Linked DNA regions of Gasterosteus aculeatus: region 1 is linked to region 2. A link is a contact called in public Hi-C data. All regions are on one chromosome and are shown on one strand. Each heading gives the region's core, a stretch centred on a gene start, on an enhancer-like site or on the middle of the called end of the contact. The rest is flanking DNA. Distances are from core to core; before and after follow the strand shown.

Region 1 (2,700 bases), core at 199-2,698, 160 kb after region 2:
ACCTGCCAGCGACAGCAGTTACTTTCTGGCAATAAAACATATAGAAACTCATAGGTCCGTGTACCTTTTTGATAGTTTCTTTTACCGTAAAAACCATAAAGCGAAAATACATAAAAATTGGTGTAAGTCCGTGTATCATTGGTTCTTGATTGATTTTTCAATTGATGAACCCGAAAACCAAAAACGATTAGTTTTTCCGTTATTCAATTGAGAAACCAAGAAAGAAAAAACTAATCGAAAAACGGGCCGCTTGCCGACATTTTAAGTTTGTGACCCAAATTACTTTTTTGTGTATTTGCCCATTTCCTCCACAAAAAAAGAAAGGTTACAAAGTCAAAATTATGACCTGAGATATGCGCATGCGCAGATTCCTTGCAGCTGGTTGTTGACATCACTATGGTCACAGAGAGGTATCGTTTGTGTTTTAACAACGTCTCGCGTGATGAGTGATCATCATGAGTTCATGATATAGCTTAATTATTTTGAAGGTATTTCAATATTATCTTGGGTCAAGGGAGGGGATCAAACAACATAATCATGATCCCTTAGGCATCCAGAAATGAATTGAAACTAAGTCAATGTATATATGTATGCCCCTTTGCTCACATTCCCGTTCTATATTTCATTCGGCATACATTCTGTTCATAACTGCATTTCACTACTTTTTGCACTTCTGGTTACATGCTTAGTGTATTTTGTTACTTTCATTACCTCCACACTTTGCCTTTGCAGTGAATTTTAAAATTTTAATTTTAATCCAATGCTAAGTAGTACATGTTTTGATAAGTACATCAGTATCAACTTTTATTTCAGACTCAAGGTCCAAATAGTACAAAACAGTAAACATATATATATAAAGATTAAAAAAGAAAAATGCAAGCAAGGTCACAAGCAGAGTATAGACCTACAAAGGCCTTAATACATATTCTGACATTACCAAATGTAATATATCATTTCATATCTCCATAAGTGCAAAAGGAAACTGATGGAAATAGCTAAAGAAATAACTTAGTCTTCCCCGGAAATAATTTGTGTAATGTTATTTAACTGACAGATTTTAACAAAATATTACTGTATTTTATCTTGTCTTGAATTCAGCTGTAAAGCGTTCATTTACTTCTTGTACGTCTACTTAAATATTTTTTCTAATGTTTTTAAGTAACTTTCAACTCAAAACGCAAATCCGTTGTCACGTGTTCTTGCTAGATGTTGGTGATCTGTAGCGGACTAGTTTTTGTACTGACATTACAGACTATGTTTATCATCATTCATGTCCATCTTCAGACAATAATATTGGGTTCTAGTCCATCCGCTTTCACAGCTTCTTGTCTGCCCAAGTCCAAACTACACGTGTCAAACTCTGACGGCACAGTTTGAATGCAAAGTGAGGGCAAAATATCAACGAGGCAAACCGGCCATATATATAAATAATTCAGGGTAAAACCATCAGATAAAACTGGGCAATTTGTACGTGCATTAGTTGGTTGGCTGAGTCACTAGTCACTCATTATTCCGCCGTGTCCAATTGGCCTAAAGTACATATTATGGGCGGGCGTTATCTCCGTGGCACTGGGGGCGTGACTGATAGGTCCGACAGGAAAAACTAAAGAAAGGCGAGGATATCCAATAATACGGTAAAAATGCTGTAAAAGTAACTCCTCGCATTGGGTATTTGCTAACTTGGTTTGAATATCAGGTTAGGTGTTAGAACCAAGCGATGTATAGAGCTCTTAAAATGTTAGATATCTAGTTTGACCAGAGGCCAGGTCCCCCGGAAAACTCAGCAAAGTTAGCAAGCTAATAGTTAGCCTCCTTAGATGGAATGGCAACCGCTGCTAGCTAGAAGTACTCTTTCGTTAAGAAATAGAGGCTAAATGAGGAAGTCAATGTACTTTAAGGCGACATTAGGATAGCAAGGTATATATAAGGAGAAGCAATTCCCTAGAGATTGAGTTGACATACGCTATAGCCCTTTGCACGAAGAGGTAAACGGCAGTGAGGAAGTGAATTTAAGTTATAATTATACAGAAAACGTTACGTCAGACCTTTGAGCACTTACTCGGATATTAGCCATTTTCTACAGTTCCACGTCTACATATTTGACTCTCTAACGCGGGTAAAATGTTCATATATCAACATCAGCTGGTGTCACTGTGGCTGTGGGCTAAATGCCATGTGAATGAGGAGATCCATCCACCAACGAGCTCTAGATGCTTCCACTGAGTTGTATACAGGCACGATGGTTTAGTGACGCACATATTCCAAATACGCGTGTTTAGGACAACAGCCGTGGCAGGTTAGAGGTTAACACCGTGACATCTAGTCACCATGATGTGTCGATTTAGGTAATCTTTAAACGGGAGGAGATTGCTTTTATGTTATGAAGTGATTTATTGTCACAGGTTTTGTTGATTTAAGAACAAAGTTTTTCAGTCAAATTCTTGCTCTAGAGATTTTTGACGAATACAACACAAGGTCACATTTATTATCTGTTGTCTAAAGTGTAACACGCGTCAGTCGTGTCACAGAATGTAAAGGGACCTGCTTCTATTGTATTTCCCATCACACTGAGCACATCACATACATTAGCACATAAACATTGGACAGAGGAAACGGTTGATGTCAAGTAGTCGGCGTTCGTAAATCGATGGAGTGAATGTGAGTAAATGAACCTTTGTTCGGGCAAGTGGACACAAGAGA
Region 2 (2,700 bases), core at 170-2,669:
GATAGGGAAAACTTTATTTGATGCTTCATTTCCAGTATCAACTGACCGTTTCTGACCTTGAAGGCAACTGCAGGTCAACAAGTGCTGTACAGAGAGCCACCAGGAGGGGGCAGCATAGACATTCTCAGCAGAAAGCCTGGGACATCCCTGCAGTGCGTCTGCACAGGCTGAGACACTGCAGTCAAGTCACAGTGGACTCGATGTTCTTATCCCCGCTGAGTGTTTATTTAAAGGCTAGCAGTCCGTTCGCTCATCAAAATCATATATATATATATATATATATATATATATATATATATATATATATATATATAGTAGTATAGCTTATTATTAACCTCTTGCTTTACAAAGTTTGCAAGCTAGTAATGTGGAAATCAATGTGACAATGTTTCATCCATGACCAGTACAAAATTGTTATTAATATTTACTTTTTTCACTCAATTTGCTTTTTAAACTCAAACTCTCAGCGCCACATATTGTAGCTTGATGGTGAGCGGATGCTCTGTTTGGAATCGCAGCCCAGAGTCCTGTGATGAACCACCACTTACATTGTTTGTGTGTGTATGTGATCGTGTGTGTATGTGATCCGGACATCATCTACTAAAGGTGATCACTGCAGGACCACAACAGATCCACAGTGGCTCACTTGTCATGCCTGAGGAAGTGAGATACGTCGCCTTAAATAAGTTTTTGTCAACAAATATATTTTTTCAGCATATACATTTGAGCAGTGATGCATTTATGAGGTGTTTTTTCCTGTCTCTTTCTCTCTCCAGGGTGGGATGGTCGGTCACTGGGGACTCAGGTAATAGCTCCCAGTTTGTTGAGCTGCGGAGAGCGGGAGGCATGCTGACCATAATCATATTAGGCAGCACTTCACTAAATAAAGCAAAAAGGCCCTCTCATCTAATCCATAGAGCCACTACGTGGGCCTCCGAGGCGGGCATGTGTGTGTGTGTTTGTGACGGCGTGAATAGATTAAGAGTGCATGTGTGTGGTAGGTGTTGGAAGACAGACGAAGAGAGAAATGCATTTTTTTTTTTGAATTATCCATTTTACACTAAACAAAATTACCTCAAAATTTCATACTTTCTTTATGTAGTCATATTAGTGCTTAATCCTCCAACAATCAAGTAAACACATACATGCCCAGTGTGTTTAGTGCACACACACACGCTGTTTATTTGAATTGTGGGCGTTGTGTCCTTGCTGCCTGGGGCCGTTCATGTTTGCTGTCCGAGGCTGTTTTTGACTAAGGGAGTTTCTGCATGGGGGGAAATTTGAGCTTGTTATAAAGATAGAGAGTGTGAGAGAGAGAGAGGATGACAGTCAGGAGGTTTGTATGCATGGTGTCCTAGAGATACCCCTGCTGTTTATTAGAACGTGGCTCTAGGGGTCCTGCCCAGGTAGCTATTCCTGGACAGCACTGAGGCCAGCAATACCAACAGCTGCAAGACCTTTACTGACCTGGGACGGCACAGTCGCAAAGTACAGTCTTTGCAGGCAGCAAAGTCATGTGCATTCTTAAAAGATGGATAAATCAAAAGGTTCAAACTTAAAAAATGTTGTGTGCGTCATTTTTTTTATATTAATGAAGCTGCAGTGTGTCTTTGGTTAAATCACTTTGCATGGTTGTTTTTATTAAAAGGTCAGAGGTTAGGATTAGCTACAGAGCAGCACAGGATCAGCTACAGAGCAGCACTGGAAATGAAGACCTGGGTCTATTTTATTAATTTAAGCTACACAACAAAGCTTCCTCGTGTGAATACAATTGTGATCCAATATAAATTAGTAAATCTTCCCAAAGAAACATGTAGACTGGTGTTTCACAATGGCATTAGAGACAAAACATTCTCATTTATGACCTGTGTATTCCACTTTTAGACGTGTCAGGGGCGACATGGTTTTCAAAATAAACTACTGCATTCAGTTTCTTCTTTTTTTACTTTCATACAGCGTCCTTTCTGACAACAATTCCAACAGTTGTTCATTTTAAAGTTTGTGTAACAAAACTACTTGGTTAGACTAGGTAAAACATTAAGTTTTGCATTTGAATAAGTTCTTTTTTGGGGGTCAAATAAGTATGCTTGTTCCTTGATGTAAGTATGTGGCGTCAGGTGAGTCAGGCTGGTTTCACCCGGTATTTGCGGCTATTCTTGAAACAATTAATGGCGAGGTATGTAATGATATCATTTTGTTTGTAATCTTTGTAATCATGAACAATGAAGTCGTTATTCCAACCAGAACAACCATCTATGTAGGTTTACTTCCTAAATATAGTCAAGTACATCAGTCTTTCACTAAACCTTACTAAGTAGTTTTGTTCCCTGAACCTGAGGTGTTACAGTGGAGGCGGAAGTCTATTTTGAAAGAAGCTGTTGCTTTTTTGGAAAGTATAACATTTTTTATTTGGTTTTGCCAAACCTCCACTCTGGTTTCAGCAACTACTATGAGAAGCTAATCACAACCATTTATTTAGTACGTGTTCTAAATGCCAACTGCGAATAAGAGTCCCTTTGAGTCGTTTTAGAGTCAACAAAGACCTACTACTAATACTAGTCCTTAAGAGAGTTTTCTATTTTTATTTGTGTGTCCCGTTTGAACGCAACAGAAAACAGGGGTAGTAAAAAGGGATATAATATTACGGTGGCTTTTTATTCAGCCTTTCTTTCAAACTAGAATAATTGATTATTGGAACAA

What was found. A called contact is a pair of places that touch in the nucleus more often than the background predicts.
Region 1: a contact with region 2 is called in a Hi-C map of skeletal muscle, with 6 times the contacts expected there. The contact joins the promoter of LOC120828808 here to the enhancer-like site in region 2. A contact is called at or near these places in 2 of 6 Hi-C or Micro-C datasets (both in skeletal muscle).

Annotation. Positions count from the first base shown.
Region 1 is chr2:19,786,904-19,789,603 of fGasAcu3.hap1.1, forward strand. It overlaps LOC120828808 (rho-related GTP-binding protein RhoA-C), which reads left to right and starts at 1,449. Exons shown (of 5, transcript XM_040192418.2): 1 at 1,449-1,634.
Region 2 is chr2:19,626,577-19,629,276 of fGasAcu3.hap1.1, forward strand. No RefSeq gene overlaps it. Among protein-coding and RNA genes, the nearest start is that of gata5, 20 kb to the left of the region's middle. Within about 2 kb of position 1,420, at least 1 of the 9 cell types and tissues checked has open chromatin away from gene starts, as enhancers often do.